Linked DNA regions of Mus musculus: regions 2 and 3 are each linked to region 1. The links are chromatin contacts, called in public HiChIP or PLAC-seq and capture Hi-C maps. All regions are on one chromosome and are shown on one strand. The core of a region is the stretch at or near the end of the contact, and the rest is flanking DNA. Distances in the headings are between cores, read along the strand shown.

Evidence for each region. HiChIP or PLAC-seq counts read pairs in DNA pulled down with a chosen protein or histone mark. Capture Hi-C pulls out chosen DNA fragments and counts their contacts.
Region 2: a capture Hi-C map of embryonic stem cells shows a contact between it and region 1, with 5 times the contacts expected there. The contact joins two enhancer-like sites. A contact is called at or near these places in 1 of 115 datasets of contacts at active chromatin or transcription factors (embryonic stem cells) and 1 of 9 other capture datasets (embryonic stem cells).
Region 3: an H3K27ac HiChIP or PLAC-seq map of embryonic stem cells shows a contact between it and region 1, with 4 times the contacts expected there. The contact joins two enhancer-like sites. A contact is called at or near these places in 2 of 115 datasets of contacts at active chromatin or transcription factors (both in embryonic stem cells) and 1 of 9 other capture datasets (embryonic stem cells).

Annotation. Positions count from the first base shown.
Region 1 is chr7:25,846,396-25,850,593 of GRCm38.p6, forward strand. No RefSeq gene overlaps it. Among named protein-coding and RNA genes, the nearest start is that of Gm46015, 10 kb to the left of the region's middle. Within about 2 kb of position 1,781, at least 85 of the 459 cell types and tissues checked have an H3K27ac peak or open chromatin away from gene starts, as enhancers often do. A contact at or near this core is called in embryonic stem cells, where this site is marked.
Region 2 is chr7:26,385,292-26,389,600 of GRCm38.p6, forward strand. It overlaps Nlrp9c (NLR family, pyrin domain containing 9C), which reads right to left. Exons shown (of 10, transcript NM_001042612.2): 3 at 1-590. Among named protein-coding and RNA genes, the nearest start is that of Nlrp9c, 16 kb to the right of the region's middle. Within about 2 kb of position 1,585, at least 3 of the 459 cell types and tissues checked have an H3K27ac peak or open chromatin away from gene starts, as enhancers often do. A contact at or near this core is called in embryonic stem cells, where this site is marked.
Region 3 is chr7:26,663,421-26,667,920 of GRCm38.p6, forward strand. It overlaps Cyp2b23 (cytochrome P450, family 2, subfamily b, polypeptide 23), which reads right to left. Exons shown (of 9, transcript NM_001081148.1): 9 at 1,807-2,694. The coding sequence ends at 2,513. Among named protein-coding and RNA genes, the nearest start is that of Cyp2b23, 21 kb to the right of the region's middle. Within about 2 kb of position 2,786, at least 5 of the 459 cell types and tissues checked have an H3K27ac peak or open chromatin away from gene starts, as enhancers often do. A contact at or near this core is called in embryonic stem cells, where this site is marked.

The DNA of each region.
Region 1 (4,198 bases), core at 531-3,030:
GTGCCAGGTTTCTTTAGTCTTTTCTATATAAACTGGGAGTCTTTTCTATATAAACTGGGTAAACTGTACACCAGGTTCCCTAATCTGCAGGTTTAGTCCTTTTTGCAAGTTGCACTATGTAGTCTAGGGAGTGACCATCCTCTTGCTTTAGCTCCCCCGTGCTGATACAATAGAACCACCACATCCAGAAAGACTTTGGTTCTCTAAGATATCTACATCATATGGGGTGGCATTTGTCTTCTCTGTGTTATCTGCATCTATTTTTTTTTTCTTTTTTTAAAGGACGGATCTCCTTGTTATTCTGGCTGGCCTTTAACTTACACCAGACTGGCTCCCATTTGTGGCAATCCTCCTGTCTCTGTTTACTGAGTGCTGAGATTAAAAGCCATGTGGTGTCATGCTTGACCTAAATTTTCTTTTTCTTGAGGTGAGGTTTTGAAACTGCAAAAATTCCAAATGTTGGAATCACATGCATACTTCACCATGCCAGTAAGATCTATATCTATTTCACATCCCTATCATGTGTATTTTACACACACACACACACACACACACACACACACACACACACACACACACACAGAGGCACACTCGCACCCACTCACCCACTCACCCACTCAGACACACACACCTAGGCACACTCACACACACAGACACACTCTCACACATACTCACATACACACACCTACAAGCACAGACACACACACTCCAAGGATAACCGTGACCTCCTGGTCCTCTTGCCTTCACTTCCCAAGTGTTGCCGTTACAGGTGTGTGCCACCACGCTCAGTTAATGCTCAGTTGTGCGGAGCTGGGAATTAAACTCAGTTAGTGGATGCTAGGTGAGCACTTGGCCCATTCTGCCAGCCTGCTATCTGTCTATCTGAATAATCGATATGCCATTTATGTCTTTACAATCTCTTATCTCTCATATATACCTAGATTATTCGTATGTTACAGATATCATCTATATAATTTGCTTGTATTTGTAACTATCTATATCTATGCTCATTTTACATTTATATATAGTATTCAGAATAACATTATGTTATTGCTATATATTTACTGAGGACTTTTATTTTTTTTTAAAGGTAGATTCAAAAGCTGGGTGGTGGTGGTGGTGGCACATGCCTTTAATACCAGGGCTAGGGAGGCAGAGGCAGGCAGATCTCTATGAGTTTGAGGCCACCCTAATCTACCTAGCAAGTTTCAGGACAGCCAAGGCTCTACAGAGAGACCCTGTCTTGAAAAGCAAAAACAACAACAACAACAAAAAAAACCAAAACAAAACAGAAAAAGAAAACAACCCCCACAAACCACAAAAAATAAAAAACAAAATGAACAAAAAACCCCAAACCAAACCAACCAAACACACAAACGAAAAAAAAAAAAACTAGATTAATTTAGGCTCTTGTCTGTAAAGCAGCAAGTTGAATATTTTCATCCATTTACATTCCTAAACATCATCCCAACTACACAGGTACCCAAGTAGGGGCTAGACCAATCCTTGATACTGCCCAGAGAGACTGAATACTTTCTGACTTCAGGCTAGATTCCAGTAACCCCAGACCTTCCCTGTCCTTTTACATATAGCGTTCCACAGATATAACGGTGCTCAGACAGAACCACGTTTTTTGAAAATCCATGACACCCACAGACAAGACTAAATATTCCTCAGGTCTCTCTCTTCCAGTGAGAAACCTTCTCTGTATACTCCTTTTTAAGTCTAGTTCCCTGTAACCCCGCCAAAGATAAGAGCCTCCACACCACCAGGTGGCGCTGTTAGTTCGTAGATGACTGGGAGAGAGTAAAATTCGCGTCTGTGAGAGGACGACTAAGGGGAGAGAACTACACCTCTCACTCAATTCTCAAAAGTCCCGAGGAGGGGTGGAGAGGTGGTTCGGGTGTTAAGAATGCATACTGCTTTTGCAGAGGACTGAGTTTAGTGCCGAGCACCCACACAAGGGTACTCACAACTGCCTGTAACAACCCCTCCAGGCTCCATGCCTTCCTGGCTCTATGGGCACCCACACTCATTTGCACAGTTCCCCGTGCATACAAATAATTAAAAAGAAAACAGATCTTTTAAAAGAAGTCCCGAGGAGAATGTGCTTTAGATTCTCCCTTTCAAGATAGACGGAGGCTCAGGCAGTCGATGCAGCTGCTTAAATCAATGCGAAGCTCCGATACAGTACAGTGTGGTGAAACTGGCTGATTGATTCAAGAAACTGACCAGGCGCTGGTGGCACATGCCTTTAATCCGAGTACTCGGGAGACAGGGGTAGGTGGATTTCTGTGAGTTCGAGGCTAGCCTGGTCTACGGAGTGAGTTCCAGGATAGCCAGGTCCACACAGAAAAGCCAAAATGTCAAGAAAAGCCAAAAATGAAATTTTAAAAAAAAGGGGAGGGGGGAAGGGGAAAAAAAAAGAATTGACTCTGAACAGCAGAGTAGGAAAGGGCACTTTTTTTTTTTTTAATGTTTGATATCGACTTTTATTAAATTTTAAAAAACTTTAGGATACACAGTGAAAATCTGTCCTACATGATCAGTATGGTTTGGGTATAATGTTTCCTCCCCATAATCATGTATGGACAGCTTTGTGTCGATGCAATGCTCAGAACTGAGTTTTGGGAAAGGGATGGGATCATGAAGGTTGTGACCTACTTAGTAGATTAATCCATTGATGGTCTCAGTTCTAATGTCATTATTAGGACGTGATGGTAGGCAACAGGTGGGACCTATTGGAGACTTAGGTCAGGGTGTGTTTTGAAAGCTGTGTCTTTTTGGTGTCCTCTTCTTTCTCTGTTTTCTGACCATCATGAGATGAGTAGCTTTGCCCTGCCATGCCTGCTCTCCATTTATGCCCCGATTCATGGCAACCTAAAGGCTGAAACTGAACTGAAATAAAAAGTTCTTCCTTTAAACAGCTTACCTAAGGGAGAAGACGTGACTAATATAGTAGCATTTCTAAGGTCCATGGGCAGTCTCCATATTGATAATTCCTCCCAGTCTCCTGAGATTAAATTCAAAATTTACAATTTTGTGGCACGTTTTTATTATGTAAGCTTCTTGCTAATTTATCCTAAGCAGACATCAGTGGGAATGCTGAAAGCCAGTTTTGAAGCTCTTGAAGCCTCAGGATATTTTAGCAAATGCAGTTACTGTTTCATAGCTTCTGCCCTGAATAGTCAAGCATCAGGCTCTGTATTTCATTTTATTTTATTATTAAACAATAGGCACAGGCAATGATGGAATTTATAGAAGACTGGAGTCTGAAATGTATGGGTATTCCTTCTTGCTGTACAACTTCTTTTTTAAAAAAATTTTTTTAGGTATTTTCTTCGTTTACATTTCCAGTGCTATCCCAAAAGTCCCTCATACCCTCCCCCACACTCCCCTACCCACCCACTCCCACTTCTTGGCCCTGGCGTTCCCCTGTACTGAGGCATATAAAGTTTGTGCAAACAATGGGCCTCTCTTTCCACTGATGGCCGACTAGGCCATCTTCTCCTACATATGCAGCTAAAGACACAAGCTTCAGGGGGTACTGTTTAGTTCATAATGTTGTTCCACCTATAGGGTTGCAGATCCCTTTAACTCCTTGGGTATTTTCTCTAGCTCCTCCATTGGGGGCCCTGTGATCCATCCAATAGCTAACTGTGAGCATCCACTTCTGTGTTTGCTAGGCCTCGGCATAGTCTCACAAGAGACTGCTATATCAGGGTCCTTTCAGCAAAATCTTGCTAGTGTATGCAATGGTGTCAGCGTTTGGAGGCTGATTATGGGATGGATCCCCGGATATAGCAGTCTCTAGATGGTCCATCCTTTTGTCTCAGCTCCAAACTTTGTCTCTGTAACTCCTTCCATGGGTGTTTTGTTCCCAATTCTAAGAAGGGGCAAAGTGTCCACACTTTGGTCTTCGTTCTTCTTAAGTTTCATGAGTTTCCCAAATTGTATCTTATATCTTGGGTATTCTAAGTATCTGGGCTAATATCCACTTATCAGTGAGTACATATCATGTGAGTTCTTTTGTGATTGGGTTACCTCACTCAGGATGATGCCCTCCAGGTCCATCCATTTGCCTAGGAATTTCATAAATTCATTCTTTTTAATAGCTGAGTAGTACTCCATTGTGTAAATGTACCACATTTTCTGTATCCATTCCTCTGTTGAGGGGCATCTGGGTTCTTTCCAGCTT
Region 2 (4,309 bases), core at 335-2,834, 540 kb after region 1:
AGGATTCTGCAGCAAAGGAATAATTTTTGAACAACTTGACTCTCCCAATTCAAGAAGCAGAGAGCACTCTGGGAGCATTATTTTCTGTAGCAAACTGCTCAAAACATTTTGTGTTGGCAGCCTCTTCCTCCAATCATTGCACAAGTTTGTCCTGAGTTCCAAGTCAAATTTCAGGTAATCAAATCCATCCAGAACAAACAAGATTCTCTTTGGATTGGATAAAATGTCATCCAGTGTCTCAGAACACTCAGGCAATTTACTTGAGATAAGCTCAGCTAAGCTTAACTCTGTGGTATTGTTAAGTGAGAAGACAGAGAAGAAGAAAACATACTGAAACCGGTTCTGCAGTAAAACTCCTGATGCCCAATCCAACATTGCTTTTCTTAAAAAAACTGTTTTTCCTTTTCCTCTAGTACCTAATACAACTGCAGTAGCTGGGTCTGACTCAGAATCAAATATGTCCAGTAATGCTTTGTATTGACGATCTATAATGGTGTTGTAGCTTCTATCAGGCATATAAGTGTTGGTCTCAGATGTCCATATGTATTGAAATAAATTCTTCATAAACTCTTTGTATTTATTTTGTTTATCTGGGTTTGATGAAATCAGAATACAGGGCAATTAGGAATAGAATAGTCCTAAGAATGAATCAGAGTATCTCCTAAATACATGTCTAATGAATAATCTATACTTCTGCATGACCATGGGTTCTGAGGTGAGCAAATAAAAGGAAAACCACCCTCACCTTCTCCTGCAATAACTTCCCATTTCAATTCCTGTGAACCTGGTGTAGGTTTTTCTTTCCCACTGAACTACAAACAGAATGGTTAGGGCCCCACCCAACCCTAACCACCCAACCAGTTCTTTCTATACCCACATCTCTAGGTAGAAAATACTATTGCATACAATTCGTTCCATGCTGGGCCTCCAATCCCCATGCTAGATATGGCATATGAACATTCAAGGCCAATAGAAAAAGGAAGTCCTCAGAAGGCAGGGACAGTTAAAAGAATGAAAAACCTGGATCCCCTCTAGAGTCAATTGTATGTAGGACTCCTTCTCTACCTGACAACTCTATAGTACCAATAAACTTTGATTTCACATTCCCTAGAATTCTTCCTGCTTTTACATGCTTTAATTCACAAAGAGAAATAACTAGTCAGAATTATCTTGGTACCCAACATGGGTCCCTCACTGCAGACTCTCAGTTGGTGGTTTTCTCATATCCATGGTTATATTTCATATATTGTCTTTAAAAGCTTTGTGACCAAACTTATAACTCACCTCTGAACAGCAGCTACTGTAAAGCATGAATTCTGTGTATTTATCGCATTTCAAATTTACAAAGGGGCATGGTACCTCCCAGGAAAAAAATCTGTAAGTATTTCATTTTTACATGTTTTTATGAGGTACGACTCAGATTGTTTCTATTTAGTCTAAAATTTTCCTAACTTGTAGCCTCCCTCAGCCCTGAAGCAGGCTGATCCAGACTTTGACCTTGCTGCTACTAAGGAGATTACCTAGGGTGGAACCTTCCAACCTAGATGGCTCTTTTGTTCTGTCACCTGCCACTGCTCTCTGCAAGACACTGCTATCTGCTGAGAAGCACCTGAGATATTCCAGAGGAATATCCTATCCTGCATGTCGCGTACAGGCTGGCTCCAGACACCAAGAATGGACTGGCAGGGGATGGATGGGCCTTCCCCCCCTTGTAAGCACACTCTCTTAGTAAACTGGCGGGCCTTGAACAGAATCATGTCTTGGTCTCCAATAATCTCTCACCGTCTAAGTCTCTTTCAGCCCCAGCCTGCCTCCCAGGAGTACCCGGTTCAAGTAGGTCACAGGCTGCCATACAACAGATTGGCGTCTGAGCCAGGGACCTTGGGAATGGCGGGAAAACACTGAGGGAATTGCTGTCTTGTATGGAGCTCCAAGGGAAGGAAAGAATCAGAGATCGTATTGGCATGGTGAGCAACAGGTATTTACGCTAGCGCTGGCTTTAAACTTCATTTTTAAAAAAAAGTGTTGCTGGAGGTACGGAAGGATACGGGCTAAGTTTGGAACAGTGCTAACCCGGCACTTTTTCCATTTAGGATTTGACAGTGAAATATGTGTAGGACTAGAAACTGTGAATCAGGTAGTTGTCTGCAGCTTTTAAAAGCTGTTTCAGGCGAGAGGAATAGGGTTTAAAATGATGAAACAGGCAGTTGTCCACAGTCGAGAACTGCATCAGGCTAGAGGAATAGGGCTTAAAATGATGGAGTAAAATATATAGAGGAAAATGGATTTTGAAACTCTCCCAGAGACAGAGAGAATTTGAGGGAAGCCCTGCTTTATTCTCTCTGCCTCTACAGCAGAAGTTCTCTGGCCTCTTTGTGTTGTCTAATGTCTGGTGCACCGATTACGTGTCGATTCATGTGTGTTTTGTTTCATTGTCTGAATGACTGAATGTTCTGTGTTTCATGTTGGAAAATAAAGATGGCTAAAACTTTATCTGCTGGTTTAGCAAGAGAGTGGCCACGCTTTAGCCAGGATCAGGCACAGCAGGAGAACTCCAGCTGGAAAAACAGTTTTTTGAGAAAGGGAGTCTGCAGCCTCTTAGTTTTGGGGCAAAAAAGCTGATAGATGGTTTTTTGCCTGGAGGGTTCTCTGCAATTGTGATTAATGTGTTTAGCAAATGACAAAGTGCTTTTTTATCTTATAATTATAGCTAAAAAAATTAAAATTCTTTGATTGGTCTAAATTTGTAAGACTCGTGTAGCCGCTTCATTTGGTTTTTTTACTGGACTTAGAAGTGTAATATGCTCTGTGTGTCTTCATCGTAGAGTATTAGCTTATAAAGTTATTGGCTATGATAAAAAAAGGTGTAACACTGGTTACTAGAAAATTAGTTTTAAATTGGCAATTGTCTTTCAAACACGTGGCATGAAGCAGGCCAAAAAAACTAGGCCTCTAAGGATACTTCTAGTTGAAATAATATTTAATGTGATTCTTATCCTAGAAAGTAGAATTAAGATAAGATTTAAAGCAATGTCTCTTTAATGAAGCATTAAAATTTGCACTGTCATGCATTCATAGGTATAAATTGGCAGCCAAACTTCATAACATAATAATAATACCTCTAACATTTATTCTAAGGGGATAAATTGTTTTGAAATTGGGTTTTGCTTTCCCAAAGTTGTAGATATAGTCTAATATTGCAAAAGAAACTTAAAATTTCTAAAATCTGTCCTCACAGCAAGAGGAACAAAACTCAGAGCAGCCTCTGCGGTCCTTGTGTGACTTTCTTTTGTCTTGACTTTCTTGTGTGCCTGGGGAGGTTCTTGAAACTTGCCTCTCCTTGCCTCCAGGGGAATTTTCTTTTAGCTGAAAGAACACTGTTGCAGATCTATCCAGATGTTTTTTCTAATTAAATTTCTAATTCAAAGTTTATAAAAGGTCAATCAGACTGTAGAACTTATAAAGGCATTATAATCTGGCTTGTATACTTCATGCAAAGTTATTATTTGTTTAAAGGTTCGTTTTTTTCCCTTGCATGATAAAGGGTTCACTTCTAGTGAACTGGTGTTCACTGGAAAATTTTGCATCTAGGTATGGCTGAGATGGCTTTACATTATGTAAGAAGAGTTTTTATCATCTCTGCTTCAATACAAGAAGCTAAGAGTTTGAATCTTTCAGTGTATATTGTTTCCTAAGTGGAAAGTATTTTATTAGCTAATGCCTCTCAAGGGAAATTTACTTTAAATCTTTGCTCTTACACAAGGAGCCTTTAAGTTCTGGGGAGTAGCTGTCGCTCCAGAAAAGATTCAGAGGCAATATTCTTTTAATATTTAGGGTTTTAGTTATACCATAATATCGTGGTACAAAAAAAATCTAAGAAAGAGAAATTGATTTGCTTCAAAATTTTATTTTCAAAAGCTTCCAGGAGATGTTAATTGGCTAAGACCTTACATTAAACTCACCACAGGAGAACTTTAGCCTTTGTTAGGTGCTATTAAGTGAGACACAAATTAACTGACAAAGAACAAAAGGCTTTGCAGAAAATAAGAGAGCTTTTATCATTGTTATCAATTATAACCAATGGTAATTAAATATTACCTGCTTATTTTAGTTATGTGCCCACAGCAATTCCTTGGCAAGAGAAAACATGGTTGTAAAATCATCCTTCTTCACCTCAAAGTAAAGTTTTAACACCTATTAAGGCCTCTGTGGTGCTAACAAAGAATTGTAAGATAAATTCATATAGTTTGGGATAACTATAACAAAAACTGTGTCTTAAGAACCTGACAAAGTGTCTGTTCCTTGTTCA
Region 3 (4,500 bases), core at 1,536-4,035, 820 kb after region 1:
CTCCCTCCCCCTCCCCCTCTCCTTCTCCCTCTCCCCTCCCCCTCTCCCTCTCCCTCTCCCCTCCCCTCCCCTTCCTCCCTTCCCCACTGACCAAGTCCCAGCTAATCTAAGACCATTCCCAGCTTTTGACTTTATGAATTTCACAGAATCCACACTGCTGCTTTTTCGAATGCAAACCACAATACTTCTACCAGATCTTATCTCCCCTACTTATTTCCAAGGTTTGGCCTTACAAGAATTCTAGAAGCTTCTCTAGTACCATGCCAGAATTGAAAGAAGAGAATCCCCCAAAATGATCTGGAGACACCTGCTCAATATTGGACTCAAAACTTTTTGCCTATGAAGACTCCTTCCTTTCTCCCATCCCCTGCTTCCTCACCCTGACCTCCTCCACATAACTAAGGATACATGACATTCCTCAGGTAGAGGCATGTGTGAGATTTTGAATTCCCCAGAGAAAGTTAGAGAAGGAAAACCCTACAAATAGAGTCCTCTATTATGTACCAAGCCTCAGAAGGCTATCTGGTCAATGGTGGACTTTGACCTTGATTAGTAGAGCTTTCCCACAAGTTGTTTCTTTGCTTCTTTGTCTTGCCCTACTTTAAACACCTTATGTTAGACAATTGCAGTCTCAGGTTCTCACAGAGAAGCAGTGAGCAAGGCAAAGGGTTGTCCCTTCAAACCTGACATAGATGTGATGGAGTTTGCAGCAAAATGCCCTTCTGGAAAGATCCTTAGATACCTATCACAAGATGACATGTAAAAATATCCAGGAGGTAAGGGTCTCCGCATTCTTGGGTGTTACCTAGACTGTATATCGCAACAACTAAAACCCAAGCTGCTGAGTGCTCTTGTGAGGGAGTCTCCTTTTCAGATTATTTGAAACAAGAAGATCCTCCTCAAACCTGGGTCACACCTTCTGTTGGTAGACACAGGAAAGAAGGAAATTGTGCTTTTTGTCCTGCCTACCCTCACTCTCCCTGGAGTTTACCTAATCTGTTGCTATGGCTGGTAATAAATCCAATTTCTTGTGGATTGCAACAGAGACAGAAACACCAGCAGTTCTCCAGGCATCTTCCAGGACTGCAGTACTGCTTGATCTAGTTTAGAGGTTCATGGATGGCACAGATCAAGCTTAGAGGCTCATGAATGACACAACAAGCTTAGAGGCTCATGGATGGACAACTACTGAATTCTCAGCCTTTTCATATGAGACAGTCAAACTACTCTAATGAATTACATAGATATATGACAGATGAGAGAGAGAGAGAGAGAGAAGATAGATAGATAGATAGATAGATAGATAGATAGATAGATAGATGATAGAGTGATAGTGTGATAGCGTGATACTTTGTTTATGTTTGGCCCAGGGAATGGCACTATTAAGAGGTATGACCTTGTTACAGTAGATATATCACTGTAGGCATGGGCTCATCATAGCTGCCTGGAAGTCACTCTTCCACTAGCAGCCTTCAGATGAAGATGTAGAACTGTCAGTTCTGCCTGAATCATGCCAGCCTAGATGCTGCCCTGCTCCCACCTTGATGATGACAGACTCAAATTCTGAACATGTAAGCCAGCACAATTAAATGTTGTTCTTTATAAGACTTGCCTTGGTCATTGTGTCTGTTCACAGCAGTAAAACCCTAACTAAGATAGATAAATAGATAGATAGATAGATAGATAGATAGATAGATAGATAGATAGAGTATATAGACAAATAGATAAAGATAGAATGTTAAATAGATAGATGATGAATGATGAATAGAGAGATGATAAGTAATAAATGATCAATAGACTGGTTGATTGATTGATTGATTGATTGATTGATTGATTGATTGATTCTGTCAGTCCTGTTCCTTTAGAGACCCTTACTAATGCAGGGATTGTGTGATTCTTGGAAGATTTAAACAGAAACATAAGGAAACCTGAGGTTTGATGTCCAGAAACATGCATCTCAGGAGCCACAGGCTGAGGAGGCCTCTGCCTAGACAAAAAAAAAAAAAAAAAGCAGGAAGAGAATTCTAAGAACTATCATGAAAAACACACATGAATATTTCTGACTGTGGCCTGTAGAATACAGAAACCTAGATAATTTTATGTGAAGTAAAGGCACAAGACACCAAACATCACACAATGTGTGAATCTGTTTACCTGAACCATACATACTAGACAAATCTGTAGACATAGAATTCAAAACTTTTAGAGTCCATTATCACAGATCACAGTGTGTGGAGAGCTGATAAGTGGGGACTTGGGCTATTGGGAGGAAGGAGGTGATTAAGCATGGGATGTGGCCTCCAGAAGTCTGTTCACACATCAAGAGAGACAGCTGATTGATTTGTCCAGTACATTCACAGGGGAGAAGAACATGCTTTGGGGCTTTAGAGAAGCATCAGTAGGTAGAACAGATGAGCATCGACTTAGGGTCTGGTTTCCAGCAGGTCTTTCAGAGGCAGAAAGATGGTGCCATTCTCAACAGAAATAGAGACACCTGGCTGCCTCAGCCCAGTCAGCGAGGTAAGAAGCAGATCCGATACACTGGGGGTATTTTGACAAAGCCACTCTCCTTGGGAGTCAGGTCAATGTCTTCAGGAGCCACGGGGCTGGACAATGAGAAGTTCTGAAGGAGGGCAGTGAAGAAAAGGAACAATTCGTTTCGGGCAATGCCTTCGCCAAGACAAATGCGCTTTCCTATGGGCAGAGAAAGTGAGCCATGTGAGTTCCTGACAAGTATAAAACCTCTGTACTGCCCCATCCCTAATCCCATTTAGACAACTCTGCCCATTGCAATGAATAACAATGAGTTTGACTCTCAACCTGCAATTCAAATGAGAATGTTAAGAGAGTCCCAGATCTGAAAGAATTTGTGCATAGGCCAGTGAGATGCCTTAGCATGGGCAACAGCCTGCCCCCAGTCCTGGGGCCATGAGTTCAATCCCATGGACACACATGCTGGAAGGAGAGAACCAGCTCCTAAAAACTGTCCTTCAACATAAACACATACATACATACCATAGCACTTATGAATACACATGCAATTATGTATATAAGAAATAAATCATAAAATAAAGGACAAATTGTTGGTGAATATCTTGTAGTCACTGTTGACAGATTTGTAGCTTTTTGTTAAGAGCCCTTCTTCCAGAACTTTAAAACCAAATTAGAATAGGTCTGAAGTGTGTTTGTGCACACATTTATAATGCAAGACTTTTAGCATCCCTAATTTCTCAAATGAGAAGTTTGATACCCATCTCATCAGGATGCCCCGAGGGAAAAGGCATTGTTTAGAAATCCTACATAGGCTTGACATGGAGGTGCATGCCTGTACTTATAGAATTTGGCAGACTGAGGCAGGAACACAGTGGGTTCCAAATTCCCTGGGCTTCAGAGAGAGACCTCTATGTCTCCTCTCTTTCTCTGTCCTCTCTGTCTCTCATCCACCCCTTCTCTCTGTGTCCCCTATTCTTCTATACCTTGAAATTTGTTATCCACTAGGTTCTCAGAAGAATGAGGAGCCCTTGCTGGTTTATAACCTCAGGTATGGATACCACAGAGCAGGGGGAGCCTGAAAGCCCATGTACAGGCACCACACAGCCGGTATGTACCTCAGTGATTCTTTAGCTGCAACTGACTGCCTGGGCCCTCCAGGTGCAGGAGGGATTTCCCAGCAATCTCTAGGCCTTGTAGGTTGTAGAAAAATTGTTCCTGTGTGTGGAAGTATTTACAAAAGTACCATATCTTTCTGGGTATCTCTTTTCCAGAATTTTGGGCACCTTTTATGGATCTAATACACACACACACACACACACACACACACACACACACACACACACACTCCATTTCCTTCTCTCTCTCTCTCTCTCTCTCTCTCTCTCTCTCTCTCTCTCTCTCTCTCTCTCTCCCTCCCTCCCTCCCTCTCTCTCTCCCTCTCTCTCTCCTTTCTTTCTCTCTCTCCCTCACTTTCTTCCTCCTTCCCTCTCTCTTTTTACCCATGGCAGTCTCCCTGAACCTGTGTCTGAGCCTATCACCACTATGTATCTTTTGATCTGTTCTCTCTGTTTGTTTCTTTCTCAATACCCTAGGTACCATCCTAGCCACCCCCTTTCTCTAAGGACAGCTTGTCACATGTTCCTTCGCTGTTCTCTCTCCTGTTCCTTTATCTATTTCTAGTTGTGCTCTCCAATTTCATTTTCTGTTCTCTCCCTCTCCCTCTCCTCTCCCCCTCCCCCACCTCTCTCTCTCTCCCTCTCCCCTCCCCCCCTCTCTCTCCCTCTCCCTCTCCCTCTCCCTCTCCCTCTCCCTCTTTCTCTCTTGTGACCTCCACCCAGCCTGAAGCTGGCTGAACCAGACCTCGACTTTGCTGCCACTAAGGAGATTACCTAGGGTGGAGCCTGCCTCCCTAGATCACTCTATTGTTCAGCCACTGTCACTGCTGCTACCTGCTGGGAGTCAGCCTAGCTATTCTGGAGACTATATCCTATCCTTCACATGGTCATC